Linked DNA regions of Anas platyrhynchos: region 1 is linked to region 2. Evidence: chromatin contacts called from public Hi-C data. All regions are on one chromosome and are shown on one strand. Each heading gives the region's core, a stretch centred on a gene start, on an enhancer-like site or on the middle of the called end of the contact. The rest is flanking DNA. Distances are from core to core; before and after follow the strand shown. Region 1 holds the start of FOXO3 (forkhead box O3). Region 2 overlaps FOXO3 (forkhead box O3).

Region 1 (4,256 bases), core at 850-3,349, 60 kb before region 2:
CCCAGTCACAGCACAGTGGTAACAACGGGTTCCTCTGTCTTTCCATGTGGCTCGCACACATCTGGTAAGCCAAATGTATAGGAACAATTAAGCTGTGGTTTTAAGCCTGCCTCTAAATGGCACTATAACGCGCACACAAATGCTGCGCGGAGGTATGGGGAACCGGTACAGTGACTTGCACGATTAATGCTGCGTGGCTGCAACACCCGTGGATTTTGAGGAGGAAAGGTAATCCTGCAGTAAAGGGCCGGGGCTGGCACTCGGGAGATCTGGTTTTATTTCTCAGTTCTGACACGGGCTTCCTGTATGACCTCAGCAGAGTCATGTAATTGCTCAGTGCCTCAGTCCATCATCTCTTTAATAGGGTTACTACTTATTTCCTTTCTCCCGCCCTGGCCTGCCTTACTTAGGCTGCAATTCTGTCTGGGAGTGGAGCATTTCTGACCACGTGCAGGGCCTTCACCTAGTACAATGAGCCCTAATGGTGATGCCTGTGCAGTAATGCAATGCCAATTAAATAAATAAATGAAGACGATAATATCATTTAGGACGAGATTTTCAGCTTGTAATCCAGCCCAAGGTCAGAGCACTGCAATTCCCCGGAACCTCGGGACCTGAGGAAACGCTCTGCGGGGAGGTTTCAGCGCCGGCCACACGCAGCCCCGAGCACCGGCAGGTTTTGGGAAAGGCTTTGGTGTCCGGCACAGCTTGGCAGCTGCTCTGGCTCTGCTGCATGTCACAAGCAGGGCCTCCTCGTGGACGAACGAGGTCGTTGGCCAAGCACCTTCCCATCACACACCCTCTTGGTTCGTGACTCTTCAGTGTTACTGTACTCCTCCTCCCCTAGCAGCTGCTAAAAAATGTTCCCAACACCATCAGTAGCTGGTGGTGTCCTTCTGAGGGACCCAGCTGCCTCGCATTCCCGTGAGGGGCCGTGTCGCAACGAGAGCCGCAGCGGGGCACGCGATGTGGTGACCCAAAAGGGAGCTGCAGTGAAAATCATTTCCATGACCCGAACCTGCATTTATTCTGATTAATTCAGTGTCTCCTGCTATATTTAGACAGCTGAGGATTAATTGTATGCATGCTGAAACGCTGTCCCTGGTAATAAAATCACGCTGAACTACTCCTAACGAGTGCCACTTGAATTCGAAGCCTATCTGGAGCCGGAGGGCTGTTGCCCTTACTTAGCAGGACGTGTGAGGCATCCGGGATCAGGGCCTTCCTGCTCTCTAATCGCACCGAACGGTTTTCAAACCTCATCGCTCGTCTGCGATGCCAGATAAATCAGGAATAATTTGTCTAGAAAATAGCAGTTCTATGGAGAAACGCTTCAGAAGCACGCGTGCTTTTTTGTCTGGTGCCCGAGCCGACCCTGTTTTTGCCCTGAATCTAGTCCGTGACGAGGCTGACCCAAGACCGGGCAAGAACTGATAGGTACACGTCGCTATGTTCTGTATTTGTAACGACATCCGTATTAATAGCTCTATATCCTTCGGCTTTGTGGGTCAGCCCTTCTCCCAACCCGTAATTAGCTGCGTCGTCAGGCGAGCTGCTCCGGCGGGCTCTCTGCAACAGCCTTGTGCTCGGGGCAGCGGGACTGCGCGCACGTGGGTGCATGGAAGTCCTGAGAAGTGGCAGGATGAATCGGGCTCCCCAAAATAAAGCTCGCTGCTGTAACTTGTACACCAATTTATGGCCCATGAGGGTGATTTGGAGGGGAAGCAGCGTGGCTGTGGCAGCCAGCGCTGGTTTTCAGTCAGAGCAAGGTGCTGAAGAGGTGTTGGACGTGACGAAAAAACCCAAAGTATGGATTTGCGTCGCTTAAAAACCACAAGAAGTGAGGAATATGGGAATACGGGGTCCCTTGGAGCACCACGCCGCACTCCGCACACCTCAGCACCTCCCACAGCACCCAGCCACTCGGGCCGGCCCCCCAAGCCCCAAAACCTCCCCCAGCTCCCCTCGGGGGACCAGAGGAGGAGCTGGGGGACAGCACGGGGACACGGGGACCACGCAGCGGCCGCCCCGATCCCACCCCGGTCCCTCCCCGCCGGGGCGGCCCCTGCGCGACACCGCCCGTGGGCGGGCCAGGCGGCGCCGTGCGGTTAGGTTGCGGCTCCCTGCGTGCGCCTATAACTTTGTGTTGCTGCCCGTGGTTGTTAGGAGGAGGAGGAGGAGGAGGGATGTGCAAGGAGCCGGCGACCAGCCGAGTGACAGCCTGCTGCTGCTCTTCGGGAGGGCTGCGGCAGCCCGGCTGCTGGGATCGCTCGGCTCTCGCCAGCCGCTCGCGGAGGCTCCGCCGCTTTCGCCTCCTTCGCCTTTAAAGGGAAGGCTCCGAGGAGCCCAAGGCGCAGGAGCAGGAGGAGCAGGAGCAGCAGGAGCCGTGCGGCAGCGCTGCTTTTGCCTCCCCGGCAATCGGGATCGCTGCTGCTGCCGCTGCTGCTGGCGGCGAGGAGGTGGCCGCGGACACCCCCCCCCCCCCCCCCCCCCCGCATCCCCTCCCGGTGCTGCTCTCCCCCGCTGTGCCCGGGCTCGGGGAATGACTTGAGCGAAAAGGGGGGAAAGCTGTCAAGATGGCAGCAGCAGGAGCAAGGAGGTTATGAGCGTGGTGTTGCTGCTGGAACAAAACCCCTGCTCGGCGGCGGCGGCCCTGGGGAGGGCTGAAAGCTTCCGGACCTGTTGGAAGACCGGCGATTTGATCTGCTCCCTGCGAGAAGAAGGATTTAATCGGCGATTTTTTTTTTTTTTAATCGTTATTATTATTTTTTGTTGAAGCCCCCGGGGTGGCCTTCACCAGATTTTGGGGCGGAGGGGGCACCGCAAAGTGACGGGCTCCCGCTAGCATGCACCTGGCCGGCTGCAAAGACTCGGGCTCCCTTTAGGGCGCTCTGAAGAAAAGAGGGAAAAAAAAAAAAAGAAAAAGGAAAAACCACAAAGTCTCGGCTGTACCCCGAAGGCTCCGGGACCAAAGGGGTGTGTGTGTGTGTGGGGAGGGTCCTGTCCTGTCCTGCCCGCATGGAGTGAAGCGCCCCGGGGCCAAGATGGCAGAGGCGTCGCCCCCCGCCCCGCTGTCGCCGCTGGCCGTGGAGCTGGACCCCGAGTTCGAGCCGCAGAGCCGCCCCCGCTCCTGCACCTGGCCCCTGCAGAGGCCCGAGCTGCAGCCCAGCCCCGCCAAGCCCCCGGGCGAGCCGCCCGCCGACGCCGCCTCCATGATCCCCGAGGAGGAGGACGACGACGACGAGGGGGGCGCCTCGGCCATGGCCGTCGGCGGCGGCGGCGAGGAGGAGGCGGCGGCGGCGGCCGCGGTGGTGCCGGAGGAGGCGGCTCGGCTGCTGGCCCCGCTGCCCGGGGGGGGCTCGGAGGGGCCGAGCTCATCCCCAGGGGGTGCTGCAGGAGGAGGAGGAGGAGGAGGAGGAGGGGGGCTCGGTGGGAGCCCGGCGGCGGCGGCGGCGGCAGCGCCGAGGAAGTGCTCGTCGCGGCGCAACGCCTGGGGCAACCTGTCGTACGCCGACCTGATCACCCGCGCCATCGAGAGCTCGCCCGAGAAGCGGCTCACCCTGTCGCAGATCTACGACTGGATGGTCCGCTGCGTGCCCTACTTCAAGGACAAGGGCGACAGCAACAGCTCGGCCGGCTGGAAGGTGAGGGGAAGAAATTGGGGGTCGCCCCGTCGCCTGCCGCGAGTGGGATGTGGCAGCCGGCGTGGGGTTTTGATTAAAAATTGGGTTAACGGGGGTAAAATGGGGTGTGTGGGGGGTGTGGGGTGCGTCGCTGGTGCCCTGTGCAGGTGGTGGAGTGAGGGGAGATGCTGGAGCAGGCTGGTCTGCTGTAGGTGGGGGCGAGCAGGAAGAGGATAAAAAGTGCCCCCAAAAGTCTAAAAAGGGCTTTATTTAAAGCCATAAACATTATTCTCCAAGGCTTGTTGTTTTGAAGTTGCACGCACCGTATTGCTCGCGATTGCAGTGAGCGGAGTTGCTTTCACGCAGCGCCAGCCCTAGTCTCAAAGCTCAGCGCCAGAGCAGCTCCTGTTTCCTTCAAGGAAAAAAAAAAAGCAACAAAAAAAATCACAAAACCACAGCAGCACAGCAAACCCAGCGATCTGCCACACGTGCCCCACAGGCAGCAGAGGGAAACCCGGGGCTTGGCGTCTCTCCGGGACGCTGGCCGAGCCGTGGAGCTGGTGGCCGTGTGGCCACCCCGCACATTGGCTTGGCGTCCCCTGCGCTGACGGTGCTGCTCTCGGGGCTGCTCCT
Region 2 (4,202 bases), core at 699-3,198:
CACCCACACAGCAACGTGCTCAGAGGGAGCCTCTGTGTTTCTCTTTGTGCCCATTGCCCCTGGGCACCGCTGAATTGTGCATAAATACAGATTTATAATAGGTGATTCAGCATCGACGGGCTTCTGTGTGATCTTCCCTGGGAAGCTGCTATTTTTAGTGAATTATTATAAGCGGTAGCATCACTCCCATTTATTTATAAAGGCACGAAAGAACACCCATACACGTTTCCAAATAGTCTATGTGTAGTAGCGGCCATATGCTGAGAGTGAGCAGAAACACAGCCTCAGCACCCTGGTTTCCACAACGCTGCGTGGGGGTTTTGCTGGGACCTTTGCATCTAGGAAACAAAAAGCAGAGGGGAAAGTTCTTCTTCTAGTTAAGAGAAACAAACCCAAAGGCTTCAGGGTGGAAGCCTGCCTCGCAGTGAAATTGCATCGTTTTCATTGAGGTCTCACTCAGTGACCACTGAGGTTTGGGCGGACTCTCCCGTTAGCTTCAGCAGCTGCTGGATCAGGTGCACAATGAAAATAGGAGCTATTTTTATGAAAGATACCACGTGGATGATATTCGGGTTGATGAGGTTGCGTGTGCTTGCACATCTCCTGGGTCTCCTGGTGGAACAGAGGAGGAGAAGTGCATCAGTGCCCTACCAGAGGTGCTCTACAAATACAGGGTGATGCCATTTCCAGAGTCAATACCATGGAAACACTTGAAATGCTGGGGTTATCCTAAAAAAAAAAAAATAGAGAAAAAAAAAAAGTTATCTGTGTGTGTCCATCGTGTCTTTTTTTATGCAACCCCTTGCGTTTAAGGTCCCTTAAAAAACAGTAAGTGGTGACGTTTTTTGGTTTTACCAATCGTGTTTGTGTGGCAGTCAAGCCCGCACTGATGTGCCTTGGGATTTTCACGAATTCAGCACCTTGCAAGATCAATGTCTGAAAGTAAATTCCTGCTCTTAATTAAGTTCAACCCTTTGATTGAAATTAATTGCGTTCTTTAATTTTGTGCAGACTCGGTACAAAGCAGGTGGAAAGGGATGAAAAAGGAGGCTCTTGACAAGGTGCCTTTAGCAACTCCCGATGCTGCCATGTGGTTCTGGAGCCTTAATCCCATTTTAATACAGAAAAGCATCAGCTCCTTATACAGAGGCAAGCACTTACATTTTTACCAGCTTATATTTTTACAGCGTAGGTGTCTGCTGGCACAGGGAGCAGTTGCTGAGTGCCCAGGCGAAGGGGGGACATGGCCGTGGGCTGGGTTGCAGGAAGGGGATGTTCTCCCCAGCCCTCCAGGAATGAAAACAGCTGGGCAAGAGCTTGCTCAGGCAGCTTATAAACATATAAAAAAAATACATATACACGCTGTATGGCCTTTGCTGTTGCTCTTGATGGAGTTGTTACACTTTTTATCCTCAGACCATGTTCCTTCTCCGCAGCTGCACTAGTTAAACTACCAGCATTTCCCTCGCCCTGTTTCCCTTCTCCCCACATGCAGTGGAAAAAAAATAAACTGCAAGCAGCGTGCTCTGCTCACAGCAAAACAAATGTTATTTATTAGAGTCCTCCTGTGGTCAGTAGACGTCTGACTGTAAAATAACTGGAGATTTTTCTGCTAACTGGAAGTGTGATGCGCTGAGACGATTTCCAGGCAGCGTATATTTTCAGCTGAGCTTTATTTACGTCAGCGTAGTGATTTGCAATATCAGTGTTTGCAAAGAGTGAGGCAGCAGTTGTTTTAATTAGACTTTTTTTTTTTTTTTGGTGGAAAAGCTTTTAATTACGCTGTGACTAAGTCCCCTCAGCTCCGCATTTCGAGATGCCTTTCCCTTAGGAAGGGAGGGCACCCACCTCCTCTGGGGGCACGCATCCTGCCCTTGTGTAAGGGAGCAGCCCCGGGGCACGAGGCGTGCATCTCGGGGTTTGTTTGCCCTCCTCTAATCAAGTTCTTCCGTCATAATTTGGCATAGTGCAGAGTCCTTGGTTTGGGACCGCTGGAGGTATGTGCCCTGCTCGTCTGTGGTTGGTTCTCAAAAAAGATCTCTCTTTTTTTTATGTAATTTGCTTAATGCTGTTTTTTTCCCCTGAAACTTTCATAATTTAGGGAGACTACAACAAACCAAAAATACGTGATTTTTGGTTTTGTATGGAAAAAAATACAGGCAATTAAAAAGATGTAAGACATGGCTGGGCAAATACTGTTGGAGGACTTTTCTTGTGTTTTAATTCTTGCTTTTTCTCTATCTCCAGTACCTTCACCACTTTATTACATTATTTTTTTTCCTGATTTGCAAAAACTTATGGGAAAGATGAGCTCTGAGACCCATTTGGGCTGGGGATGCTTAAGCTCCTTGAGAAGAGCAGCACTGCAGCCTTTCCCTACTGAGTGGCTACCATACAACCTCATCTGGTGAAGTTAGAGCATTAAATATGTTAATAAAGTGTAAAATGAAGTATAGTTCTCCCAAGTGAGCGTTAGCAGCAGTTACGGGCCTGCAGATCGTGTTTGTTTTCCTCTCATCGTTTCCCAGTATCCCAATTGTTAAAATAAACCTCTGCTTTTGATTTGTAGTAGCAACTTTACGGCTTAGGAGCCCGTATCTGAAAGAATGAATTAACTTCTCCTTGCAAAACACTGAAATGAAAACAGAGCAGTGTGTAACTTGGACCCGGCAGCCACCAGCTGCACCTCATCTTGCTAATCTTCAGCCTCCTTTTTTTTCTTTTTTTTTTGGGCCTCTAAGAGTTAAGTTACACAACTCTCTTTATTTTTAAAGTGAGTGGATTCCTTGTTGCGTGGTTGAGAATGATAAATTGATACCACATGTTGCTCCCAGACAAAAAAGACTCTGTGTTGCAGTGGAAGCACTTGCAGCTGGTGTCTGAGTTAATGGACAGGCTCCACAAGGTAAACACAGTTTGGAAGAGGCTGAAGCAGACACGGGCTGGAGGAGCTTGGGGGGGGGGGGGGGGATTTTGTCTGTCTTAAAGGCTCGAGCATTTGCTGCTTTGGCTCGGCCAGGGCTGTGTGTTGAAATAACGCATGGCCTAAGCTTTTCCGGGAGGCTCGTGTATATGTTTGCACCAAATCAGGTATACGGCGTGATGGAAATGTTTGAGTGTCCTCCCTGGGAGCTTATCCGTCCGCACTCGTACCAAAATACCAAGAGGGATGTGTAATTAGGACATGGTAGCCGATTTCATTTATTTTCCTGAGCAAAAATGTGGCCGATTCCCTTAAGGAGCATTAATAAAAACGGGAGCAGCGGATCAGCGCTGCCCCTGGTCAGCAGTGACTCCCCGTGTGGCCCCGGGTTTTGGAGTAGTAGTGTCACCCCATGTATTGCTGCTTGGACTCCTACGAGGTGCTCAGCTCCGATTTATTGCTAGTCAGTGCTGGTATGCTATCTTGCCACCCCTTGACCTGCTGTTTCACAAAACCAGGCAGGTTTAGATGAAAACCCAAGGGGCGTGAGGTGTATGATGAAGAGAAGAGCCTAGCAAAGGGGGTAGGGAAGATCATCACCCCTCCTGATACCACCATCAAGCTTTCCTCATCCCAAGGGCTGCCTTTGGGAAGCCTCATATCCCACAGACTCAGCATGTCGAGGCAGGATCCCGCTGTCCCCAGCTCTGTCAGGGCTGAGTGCCCACCCTTCCTCCGCCATTTTCCCTGTGGCGCCATTGCTTGGCCTCACAGCGCCTTCTTCTGACGCCTTCCCCTTCAGCTCTGCGTGGGTCTGCTCCACCCCACAATGCTGCTGTCCCCTTCTCCAGATGTCCTGGTCCTCTCCTTCCGTCTCTCCACCTTCCATGCTCAGCTTCTGGCCTCCCCAGCAGCGTCACTCCACCTGCCCATCTCCTCACAGCCTTGCCCCCCACTTGACTGTCAGAGGCACGTAATCCCCCTCACAGACATATGTATTTTAATTTAACGAAAGTGCGCCTTCCTGAGGCGCTGTACCACATCAGCCCTGCCTCGTCTGCTCCTCTCTGCTGGGTCTTCCTCGCCTTCAGGGCCAAAAACTTTTCATCAGGACCACTTCCAGAGGGACTGGGACCCAGCTGGGCCAGGCACAGTGCCGTATGTTCTTCATCTTATCTGCAGGAACCTCAGTCTTCTGGCTCTTGGTAGGGCATGCAGCCTACTTCAAGTCGGGTATAAATAGTAACGCTAATAAAGGGAGGAGCTCGTCATATTTATT

Evidence for each region. Hi-C and Micro-C count contacts between places; a contact is called where the count stands out from the background.
Region 1: a Hi-C map of skeletal muscle shows a contact between it and region 2, with 2.1 times the contacts expected there. The contact joins the promoter of FOXO3 here to the enhancer-like site in region 2. A contact is called at or near these places in 2 of 8 Hi-C or Micro-C datasets (liver and skeletal muscle).

What each region holds. Positions count from the first base shown.
Region 1 is chr3:73,558,347-73,562,602 of IASCAAS_PekinDuck_T2T, reverse strand. FOXO3 (forkhead box O3) reads left to right here and starts at 2,099. Exons shown (of 3, transcript XM_038176048.2): 1 at 2,099-3,644. The coding sequence starts at 3,045.
Region 2 is chr3:73,498,012-73,502,213 of IASCAAS_PekinDuck_T2T, reverse strand. The region is part of intron 1 of FOXO3 (forkhead box O3); the gene reads left to right. Among named protein-coding and RNA genes, the nearest start is that of FOXO3, 60 kb to the left of the region's middle. Within about 2 kb of position 1,948, at least 2 of the 8 cell types and tissues checked have an H3K27ac peak or open chromatin away from gene starts, as enhancers often do.